2 separate regions of the Mus musculus genome follow, and region 1 is linked to region 2. Evidence: chromatin contacts called from public Hi-C data. All regions are on one chromosome and are shown on one strand. The core of a region is the stretch at or near the end of the contact, and the rest is flanking DNA. Distances in the headings are between cores, read along the strand shown. Region 1 overlaps Nrp1 (neuropilin 1). Region 2 has its middle 160 kb from the start of Mir21c.

Region 1 (5,928 bases), core at 2,744-5,243, 300 kb before region 2:
ACACCAACAGGCAGTGGAAGAAGTGAGCATCATACTCTATCAGCGATAGTCCTGGAGCAGGATGCTCAATGTCATAAGTCACAGTTAAAAGTAGATGAGGGCAAAGGCTGCTCAGGCTTTGTCCAAAATCCAGCAGGATTGAACTTAACCCAGCAGGATAGGTTATAATGACAGGGGCTTGGTGGCCCATGGAGAGACCTCAAATAGGATTAAACTACATTGGCAAAAACACAATTTTGGTCTACTTGGTGGTTTGTGGCAGTCAACTTAGAAGGAAGATGTAATTTTCCAAGTCTGTTGAATGAAACTGAGGAGAATAGGCAACACGCTAAATACAGGGACTGACCAGAGAGTAGACTATTATAATAGTGCTTGGGGTGTGGGCTCTGATGGAGGATGATGAAGAATTCTCAAGTCAGCAGCCCCTCCTCCTCCCCTTCATAGCTCTCTCAACTACTTGCAGAACATTCAGAAATACTGAAAATGAAAGTCTGTTCTTACTCATTTTTATGACACCTACTGTCTCTGATGATACCATGTGCAAGAAAGCAAGCATATGTGAATGCATGTGTGTATACATATAGATAGGGGATACCCTTTGGATAACAAGGCATACAACTTTCAGTGCAAGAAAACTTGGATTCATGTAATCAGGGGTTCATATGTATGTGTAGGCCACAAGCTTAGGTATTATTCTTTAAAAAAATTTTTTTGAGACAAGGTCTCTCACTAGCTCATTAAGTAGGCTAGGACAGCTAAATATCATGTTTCAGGGGTCCTACTCTCTTCCCACTCAGCTCCCCATTCCTAGGATTACAGGCATACACCACAACATCTTGAGTTTTACAAGGGTGTTAGGAGTTCAACTCAGGTCTTCATGCTTGCAAGACAAGCACTGTACTGTCTGCCCAGTCCTGTGGTTACATATAATTATGCAAGAAGTTATTTCTACATGAGGCAAGGTCAGGCATCTTTGAAATGTAAAGAAGTCATATTAATGTTTTCCAAACTCCCAGTGGTTCTTCCTGGGCTCTGGTTCCATTGCTGACCTGGAAAACCTTAGGTTTTTAACACAGTTGTAACTAGATTTTTTTCCCCATCCTACTTAAACAGGCACTTTCTCCTACATTTCACAACATGTTACAGACTTAAACCACTGTTTGTGGATTGTTGAGAAATACTGGAGAACTTAAAAATTTAAGTAGCAGCAACAAATTTTAATACAAGAGGAATCTGCAGTGGTCTCCAGATATTTCACAGTGCTATGCGTTACCCTCTTTCAGATTGGATCTGGAATGTTCCCAGCTTGGTCTTATTAGAAGGTGAGGGACTTTTACCGAAGTCATCTAGTAATTGTGTGTGTGTGTGTGTGAGAGAGAGAGAGAGAGAGAGAGAGAGAGAGAGAGAGAGAGATCTTTGAGAGTGGTAATAAGATGGTAAGCATTCTGTTTATATCAAGGCATGACCATAGCCCCTCAAAATTGGAAGCCTATGAACTGTCAGACAAATAAAAGGAAAGTATTAACCATAGATTTAAGGTAAAAGAGACTAATTGACCTAACTGACACAAAAGAATCAAACTTCATGACTGGAGATGTGGTTCAGTTGGTAGAGGGCTTGCCTGGCCTGTATGAAGCCTGGCCTGTATGAAGCCTGGGCCTCCATCCCCAGCAAGGTATAACCTGTGTTTGGGCCACACAGCTGTGATCCTTTTACCCAGCAGTTGGAAGCAGGACCATCAGGAGTTCAAGGCCACCCTTGGCTAATAGCAAATTAGAGACCAGCTTGGGTTAGAGAGCTTGGAAGGGGATGGAGGGAGATAGAGAGGCAGAGGGAGAAGAAGAGGGAGGAGAGGGAATAAACCCCAGCAGTATTTTAGCCTATTTCTAAAAAATAAAAAAAAAAATAAGAATCAATGGCTTTCAGAGAATTCAATGTAATGCATTCTCTCTTTAATCAACACATTTCAGGGTGGTATCTTTTAAAAAATATTATTTTTGAGTAGCTTTGATCCATTTCAAACACACTTCTGCCACACCATGGATATATTTACCTCATTCAAAACATTTTCCAACATTTCTATAAGGGAAAAAACAAATTCTTTATGGAAGGATGGAGCCATGACCTTCATCTTTCTTTTCACATGATCCCTTGGGAATTCAAACAACACTAAAAAATCATTTAGTCATTCTTGTTCTTATGTGAGTTACTTACCTCTCTTGAAGATTTCATAGCGGATGGAAAACCCTGCCCCATGTGTCTCATAGTCAGAGACAAATTTGATGAAGAGAAAGGGCCCTGAAGACACCACAGGAGAAGGTGCAATCTTCCCACAGAACTTCCCCCACAGGCGGCCGCCTTCATTCTCCCCATCGATTACTTCCACGTAGTCATACCTTGCAAAAGAGAAAAGGAGGTGATGTGAGGCAGAGAGGAAGGCCCTTTCAATTTCACATTTTGAGAAATGTAACAGCTGGTATGATCTGTCAGGGGGCGGGGTGGGGGAATGCACCATCTGCATTTACCACTGCTCAGTTCACGGGGACGAAACAGTGAAATGCAATAATTAAAATGGACTGCACTGCCTGTGCACATTATCAACAACACAGAACCATTGAGAATAATGGTGTCCATTATACTTGCAGACAATGTCAGTTAAAGTAACCAATTAACAAGAAAAAGCAAAATCTCTGAAGCACAATTCTCTATTATTAAGTAGTGTTGCTTTGTCTGTGGTAGGGGTGTCCTGTGCATAATGTGGGACATTCTTTTCAAACCGAGAGCTTCTCTTATGAATTCAGAATGTCCCCTTGGCTAGAGTGCCCCATGAACAATACTTTGATTTCTGTGAGAGACCTTCTAAACATATGGCCACAGAATAATAAACAGATTCTTCACTATTTAACGCCATTCTGCCCAACTCAAGTCTTCTGAGAAAGGACTCTCTCTTTAGCCACATTCAGTGGTTGAGACAGAATACCTCCCTGGCCTACACGAGTGTCACAAAGCATGATTTAAACTGAAAAGGGGGGGAGGGTATGTAAAACTGGAAAGTAACTTTGTTTATACTCACTAGTCAGAATCTTTAAAGGGATATTGTTGGAAAAAGAAACTCCACAATTGTGAAGTCATCAAGGAAAACCCAGGCTTGATCATTATGCTGACAGGACTAATGGTAAAAAGATCAGACTGGGTCAATATGTGCTCAGAGCTCAAGGATCTTAAAAAGGCAGAAAACGACCAGCAGGAAACACAGGTGTCCCTGAGTAGAGCAAAATTTCCATTGGTTTTATTTTTTAGTCCTTTTTTTTTGTCTTCCTTTCTTCCATTTATTAAAATGTGTGTGTGTGTGTGTGTGTGTGTGTGTGTGTGTGTGTGTGTGTGTGTGTGTGTGTTTGGGTCAGAGGTCAACACTGGATATCTTTCTTTCAGAGCAATCCACTTTATTTTTTGAAACAGGCTCTCCTACTGAACCTGGAGTTCACTGATTAGGCTGGACCAGCTGGGTAGTGACTGAGCTCCAAGGCCCCCATCTTCACCTCCCAGTGCATGTGGTTACAGCTGCATATTGCCACACCTGGCTTTGTATGTGGTTGCTGGGGGTTTAAACTCTGATCTTCATGTTTGTGCATTGAGCACTGTGCCCAATGAGCCATCTTCCTAGCCCTTCCATTCTTACTAAGCCACCACCAGGATAAACCTGATTGATTTGTCTTCATTTTTCTCCTAGAACTCACACAAAAACAGTTGCAACCCATTTATTTCAAACCTCAACTTGCTTTTAAAATCCTGGGCTATATTCATTTCAGGCCCCTGGCTAAAATATGGCAGTCACATAAACTGTATTTGGCAATTTAAAAGAAATCAAGTGAAGGAAATTTTCATGATGACTGTGCAGTCGCTAACAAACCCTTTAAACTGCCAGGACCCATGACTTATGTCTACGGAAAACCCTGGGAGACAATCACCAGGATGATATCACTGGTTAGAGTGGACAGCTCAAGGCTCTCTAAATTAAAGATGACATTACCTCATCAGTTAAAACTGTCTGCCAGCTTTGTGTATCTCAAGGAGAAAATAAAGCTGGCATTGATGGAGCTAAGCATTAACATATGTGAATTATTGTCCAAACACCATTTCCTTTGTTGAGTCTGTTATTTCAGTAGTAATCATGGGGCCAGCTAACACCTCTAATATTACTGTCCCTTTGTGAAATGAGGAAATACATTGAGGACCTACTCCTTTCTCCATCCTGGCAGAGATGTTTTATATTTAAAAGACAAAACAGGAGGGGGAGGTAAGAGAGAGGGAGGATGAGGAGAAAAATATATTTAAAACCCTAGCCAACTTGCAGAGGTAACAGCAGCCTTGGAAGAACAAGCCTGGACCCACCACAGCCTCTCCAACCAATCTTTATGGAGTGATTCCTTTCATGTACTGCTCCACTGACAAGAAGAGCCTGCAGGCTCTGCCCTGTGCTTTCTTATAATCTAACTGTGATTTGAACTGCTTGCTGTGTTTGGTCTGGCCACTGAACACCCAGCTTTGCAATATAAGCTTTCACTCCAATCTTGACACGGTATGAATACTAAGCAACTAAATCCTGGTGCATGCTGCCTTCCAGGCACAAATAAGTGAGGTGGAGCAGGCACTGTGAAGAAGGAAGGGCATTTCTGTGGGGAGGGCTTTCTCCCAGGTATCAGAGTGCTCAGCTAACTATTGGCAGGGTATTGCAAGAGGGGAGAAAGTTAGTATTTTAATTCATACATTCTCTGGTAGTAAATACCAGGCCCTCCCCTTGGCAACCGTAAAAGCTATTTTTAAAAGTATGAGGGGTGTGAATTAGAATCCCTCCCTAGCAAGAGATAAGCCATAGCCAGTGCCAAGTTTAGGAAATTGAGTTATTCAGGGATACTATAGTCACATTTGGATGCTAGAAGGCTGCTAGCATTTTAGCACTCCCTTCCAAGTACTACCCAATCAGGTCCAAGCAATATAAGAAATGAGGTTCTTGCACACATGCACTCATTCAGGAGAGTGGATCCTGCCCAAGTTGTAAGAGTAACATCACCAAAGAAGCGAAAAGGAGGCAGCTTGAATCTCCCTCTGGAATTGACACCAGCCCTGCTCCCCACCGTTTTCCCTGTCAGACACCATGCACAGAATGAAGCTGGTGGGCTAGTTTCCTTCCCCAGAATACCAAGGCAACTTACCCAGGCTTCACTGGCCTTGTGCCCAGGATCTCAAGTTTGCAAATTTTGACACTCCCTCCCACTACCACCCCTCCCCACCCCCCAAAAGGCTGTGCATTGCTCTGCTGCTACTGCCAGTGAGGCAACCACCCTTACTTGATTGGATTGTGAGGATCCTGAGCTGAGACACATGGCCCTGCAGAATGAGAGAGGGGAGACAGAGAGAGGGGAGAAAGACAGACAGACAGACAGAGACGACAGACAGACAGACAGACCTGTTTGGCTCCAGCAGCTAGGTGGAGCCTTGAAAACTTACAAGAGGAATCTAAATCATGAAGCCACAGATAAAGCTCCCCCAAATCAACTTATCCTGCTCTGGAAAATGGATGTTCCAGATGACTAGGGAAGGGGTCATCCTTCCACCTGGGGATTCAGGAAGCAGGGCCCTTCTGTCCCTGTTCACAGTGTCGTGTCTAAGTGATGTGGCCCCTTGCTTATGGAAAAAAAAATGTAAACTTTGTCTTGAGATTCTGAATCACTAGCCTTGAATTCACTGTTTGCTCTTAATCTTCCCATGTTTTAAATGTTAGATTTACACGTGTGAGACACCATGTCCAGCCTAGGGAGTGTAAGTTTACAGTGGATTTTTTTAAAAAAATATTATTCATAAGGCAATCAACCCTTTTGGGTGGACATTCTCCCTCTATTGGAATCCTCTACCTTCAAAGTCTTCCCT
Region 2 (5,789 bases), core at 1,938-4,437:
TAGGATGAGCTTACCCCAGACCCATGGGTGCAATGTGTGCCTCTGGGGCTAGGCTGTACTTCACGGGACAAGGTGGGCAGCACAGGCATTGTGGGGACCACATTATTCTGCAGCAAAAGCAGTACAGCTCCCAGAGTGCTGCTGAAGCTGAACCCCCAAGACTGGAGGCAGTACCCCAAGATGGGAAGCAGTACCCTCAAAATGGGAAGCAGTGCCCCTCTTGACTTCTAGGTCTTGTCTCTCTTATTACTTCTCCTCCACTGCCCCAGCCTGTGCTGGGTCAGAGCAATTGTGTAAAAAGATGACTTCTGTCATTTCAGCATCCAGCAGCCTGAATAGTGCTCATCTCGGTATGATCAGAAAAACAAGTCCAACCCACAGAATAGACCATGAACATACTAATCAGAAAAGCAATTTCCACCTGGGCCAAGAGGCACTGGGGAGTACAAACACTATGCCATTTTCGGACAATTAGAGATAGTTGCACTCTTTCCTCTGTGTGTGTTAAATTGTGTGTGTGTGTGTGTGTGTGTGTGTGTGCAGCACAGGAAGAAAAATGGAGTGAGAAGGAGAAAAAGCCCCATGACCTTTTTTTTAGGCAGCATCTCCTTCAATATGAGCAAAGTGACCTGGTCCATTCATGTCATGTCTTCTTACTGTTCCTGATCATGGCAATGAATATGTTTCCCCTTTCACCTAACAGGCACCTGTTAGGTTCTGAAGGTACGTGTCTTTCCATGGAGGCTGCCCAGATACATTTACCCTTGTTGGGGGAGATGTTCAGGTTTTAAAATTTGATTCATCCCCTGGTCTAGGGCTCGATGTTAACCTGAGGTGGGATCGGTTGGTGTGATTTTTCCATGGAGTGATCCTGGGTGGCAAAAGTTGGATTTTTCTTCATACATAAACACATCGGCTGCTCAGGGCACATGCTTCATGATCAGGACTCTGAGCAAGGACCCAGCTCTCTCCCCCAGTTACTTTGTCAGCTGTTTCATAATGGGTTGTCATCTCTCTGCTATTACTTGTCCTTGATGGGCAGTGGGCTTTTAAAATCAGATTTGCTTCCAAACAACTGAAGGTAAAGTGGAATGACCATGTGAAGGGTTAATATGGATTGCTAACAGGAGAGGTTTTGTGATTTCAGATGACCTTTTTAACTTTCTTAGTCTTGAAGTAGAGGAACAGACAGGGGATACAAAGTAGCAATCCAAGAGCCCTTGTGGTAACCAGGGCAATTGCTTTCCTTCCTCCTTTCCTGGCTTTTATTTAATGGATTCTCTCAATACCAAGGTGTCCTAAAGCTCTTCCTTAAGTTAGAAGTGGGAAAGATGCCAGGAAGGGCCCATAGGATGTGCCCTGATTTCAGAGACTCCAGGGACCAAAAGAAACAAAAATTCAACTTTAGGAATAAACGGGAACTTTATATAGATTCCTTAAGAGATTTCAAATACTATCAACACTGCCAATGGCAGAAGAGACAAGAACTACTAAGGCAGAGTTCTACGCACCTGGGAGTTTGGAAGGAACATTTAGAGGATCAAGCCCCTGTCAGAGAGTATGTGAAGCATTCCTGGCACAACCAGGTTATCTGTCATCTTGACAGCTAGACAAAGAAGTCATTTTTGTTCTTTTAAAGAACAAACAGCATTGGGGCTGGGTGTGGTGGCCTGTGACTTTAGTCCTAGGACTCTGAGGCAGAGGCAAGCAGTTATCTGTGAGTTTCAGGCTGCTTCCTTCTATATAGTGAGTTCCAGCCCAGCTAGGGATACAGAGTAAGATCTTATCTCAGAGGCAAAACAAAACAAAAACTAAACCAAGACAATTATCATTTGAAGTTTATACATTGGGGAAAAAGAAGAAAGAAAAAAAACCAACCCACTGGGCCTTGAGGTAGATGAACATATTTCTTTCAACAAAGTTGTCAGGCTATGATGAGGGGTCTTAGTCAGGGTTTCTATTCCTGCACAAAACATCATGACCAAGAAGCAAGTTGGGGAGGAAAGGTTTTATTAAGCTTATACTTCCACACTGTTGTTTGTTCATCACCATAGGAAGTCAGGACAGGACTTCACACAGGGTGAGAACCTGGAGGCAAGAGCTGATACAGAGGCTGTGGAGGGGTGCAGCTTACTGGCTTGCTTCCTCTGGCGTGCTCAGCCTGCTTTATATCTTTTTTTTTAATTTTTTTATTAGATATTTTCTTCATTTACATTTCAAATGCTATCCCAAAAGTCCCCTATACCCTCTCCCCATGCTGCTCCCCTACCCACCCACTCCCACTTCTTGGCCCTGTCGTTCCCCTGTACTGGGGCATATAAAGTTTTCAGCCTGCTTTCTTATAGAACCCAGGACCACCAGCCCAGGAGTGGCACCACCCACAAAGGGCTGGGCCCTCCCTGCCTTGATCACTAATTGAGAAAATGCTATACAGCTGGATATCATGGAGGCATTTCCTCAAGGGAGGCTCCTTTCTCTGTGATAACTCCAGCTTGGGTCAAGTTGACATGGGGCTAGAGATGGCACCATAGATGGTGAAGATCAGAATGTTTTCAAGGATGGATAGGAGATTGAGACCTCTGCTCTGTGTTTCCAGGGCCCTATATATCGTATAGGAAATACAAGGTATATATAGTTTAAGGAGAAGATCACTAAATACGAGCTAAGTGAGACTGTAGAGCAGACTTAGTCATTAAAGTGCTTACCATACAAGCATGAGGACCTGGGTTCAAACCCCCTAGAACTCTTGTAAAAATAAACAAACAAAAAACAGACATAAGGTACACAGCTGTAACCCCAATGCTGAGTAGGTGAACACAGTAGGATCCCTGGGTCAGCCAGCTCAGCTTACTTGGTGATGTCTAGGCCTTGTCTAGAAAAATAGAGGCAACAGCCAAAGTTGACAATCACATACACACACAAACACATAGAACAGGTCACCCATACACAGACATGACCCACCCCCTCCACAGACACTCATAAAAAGAATTTTTTTCAATTAGCTAAGCATTTCCAGTCATCTTCACTCTGAGTCTTGACAAAGCAACATAGGGAAGGACATACTGACCTTGCTGGCTGGAACCTTTGGCTCCAGTCAGATTGGTGAGGCTGCTGAAGGCTGTCAGTGAACACCCTGCAATCAGGACTTGGCACAGAGGCTGTGAGTATGAGATTTGTCTCTGACCCTCTGTGAGCCAGTGCCAGATATTAATGAGTCATCTCCTGGGTCCATGCTCAGTATCTGTGGTGAGCATTCCTAGCATTCAACTTTGGTTTCATTCCAGTTATTTCAGACAAGTCCCACTTTGCATGATAGATGTACTCTTTGCTTTCATGAGCTTCAGGTGCGTGGGAAGGAAACCACAGCAAAGAAATCCAGCAGGAAGTTCCTTTCAGAAAGATCCATGTACCACCTTGGATGATGGCTTCTGAAAGCCTGAATCCCTAAGTGTTCTGAGTTCATCCGCTTACTGTTTGCCAAGTCGCTGAAGGGCAGTAACTTGGCAGGTGTTATTTTACAAGTGTAGTTTTACATTTGGCTGTCTCTAGATGAATGAGTCTTTAATTTTCACTGGGCAAGGTCATCATCAGAAAGGTGGATTCTGCATCTGACACTGCTCATTTGGGAAACAACACTGAGAAATGTGCAGTTTCCCTCCTCCTGCAGAGTGTTCTTGCTTGGAGGCAGATCAGGAAGGGAACCGGTTGATTTAGCTATTTGGGTAAAGATACTGCCCATCATTTAAGGGAAATGAGTAAAAGACAAATGTGTAGCCATAAATAGAATGCCTTGACCTGCATAGCTTAGGGATTGATCCTGCTTGGGGCTACAAGGGACTGAAGGAAGGTTAGACACGGACCTATATAGAGAAACTCTGGGATTGGGTGTGCCATGCAACTGATGGGGATGTACCAGTAATCCAGAAACTCAGTCCAATTACCAGAGCTAAAAGGCAGGTTTACTGCATGCAGCAGGGAAGGGGAGAAATGTAGCTAATCTCAGTAAGAGGTCTCTTAGGGGGGCAGTTCCAAGTTACAGTCACTTGGGAGGAGAAAGCTGTAGTTGATAGTTTCTGCGTTCACTGGTTTTAGATAAAAATCAGTCATTCATAACATCTAAATTGGGACAAGAGGAAAACGTTGTTATTCCCTCTGATCCTGACCCAGGGAAGGAAGGCCTTACTAGTCCCATGGGTCTGAGACACTGGGTTCTTGACATGGCCATGCTCATGTTAGCAAAACACATTTATTTACTCAGGACTTCATTGGCTCCCAACATTAGAAACTTTTATAGTTTTTTTTTAACCTTCTGGGTCTACGAATAGATTGAGAAAGAAAGGCATTCTAAATGCCATTAAACTATTTAATATAATTATACACATAATGCTATATATTAATATGTAAATAGATGTACTTATATATGTAGACACACTGTATATATGTATATATATATATATATATATATATGCATACATATATATGGAGAGAGAGAGAATGCAATCCAAAATGGTCTTGAACTCAAAATAATCATTTCTCATCTCCACAAATGCTAGAATTATGGGTGTGTACCACTACATTCAACTACTTACAATATTTATTAATTTTAAAGTAATAGCATTTATTGAACACTTATGAATTTGTCATACTAGGTGTATTTCAAAGAAGGCCTGCTTTATTACCTCTGTTTTGTGTGTACATGTGTGCTGGTGCATAAGTATGTGTGCACATCTGTGTGTGTCTGTGTGTGTATGTGTGTGTATGTGTGTATATCTGTGTATGTTTGTGTTTGTCTGTGTGTGTCTGTGTGTGTTTGTATATGTGTGTGTATCTGTGTGTTAAGGCTAGAAAACAAACTCACATGTCTTTCCTTAGATGCCATCTACCTTTACTGTTGAGACCATCTCATACTGGGATCTGGAGCTTGCTAACAAGGAAAGGTTGTTTGGTGGGTGAGTCCCAGAGATCCCTCTGTTTCCAGATTCCCAGTCTTGTGAATATAATTGTACACTCCACATTCAACATTTTACGTGGGTTTGGAAGACCAATCTCCAGTCTTCAGGCATACAAGACAATCACTTTGCCAATTGAGCTCTCCTTGCCTCTGTACCCCCCCTCTCCACCCCCTCCCCCATCCATGTTGCTTCCGTTTTACAGATAATGAAAGTTAAAGCTATGGGATGGAAAGTGGAAGCTGTGAAACTACCTGACCAAGGAAAGCCACGCACTAAATATGACAGAACCAAAGTCAGAACTGAAACTGAGAACTGCCTGGTGCCAAGGACAAACTGCCTATTCCTATTCACATTTTCTCTCTTGTGTAGAAGACCAGCAGAAGGATGTCTGCAGTTGCTACAGAGCTTTTCCTAAAGCCCAGATCCTCTGACCCTGGTTCTCAAGCTGAGCATTAGATGTGTCCAGCCTTGATACCACATGGCTTGAGCATTTGAAACATGTCTAATTTTGTATGTTTTAATAGGAATTATTTTATTGTGTGTCCAAACAATGAATTTCTGCAGATTTTTCTTTGTGTCCATACAGTTACAACTTATAACAAGTCTCTCTCTCTCTCTCTCTCTCTCTCTCTCTCTCTCTCTCTGTGTGTGTGTGTGTGTGTGTGTGTGTGTGTTAATCAGCTATCCTAACTGCCATCTGAGCAGCAGTACTAAGAGGAATGGCAGGGTTTTGACAAGACAGAAGGGTAGATTCTCTCCCTTCCCCTCCCAACCACCTTTCTAAAATATTGAGATTCATGGCTTTGAATTAAAGAATTATATCATATCAAATCAAGG

The links. A called contact is a pair of places that touch in the nucleus more often than the background predicts.
Region 1: a contact with region 2 is called in a Hi-C map of Sertoli cells, with 2.9 times the contacts expected there. The contact joins two enhancer-like sites. A contact is called at or near these places in 1 of 15 datasets of contacts at CTCF or cohesin (the NIH/3T3 cell line) and 3 of 484 Hi-C or Micro-C datasets (Sertoli cells, cardiomyocytes and embryonic stem cells).

The regions. Positions count from the first base shown.
Region 1 is chr8:128,415,181-128,421,108 of GRCm38.p6, reverse strand. Nrp1 (neuropilin 1) reads right to left here. Exons shown (of 17, transcript NM_008737.2): 3 at 2,215-2,396. Among named protein-coding and RNA genes, the nearest start is that of Mir1903, 59 kb to the right of the region's middle. Within about 2 kb of position 3,993, at least 46 of the 459 cell types and tissues checked have an H3K27ac peak or open chromatin away from gene starts, as enhancers often do. A contact at or near this core is called in Sertoli cells, where this site is marked.
Region 2 is chr8:128,110,754-128,116,542 of GRCm38.p6, reverse strand. No RefSeq gene overlaps it. Among named protein-coding and RNA genes, the nearest start is that of Mir21c, 160 kb to the left of the region's middle. Within about 2 kb of position 3,187, at least 49 of the 459 cell types and tissues checked have an H3K27ac peak or open chromatin away from gene starts, as enhancers often do. A contact at or near this core is called in Sertoli cells, where this site is marked.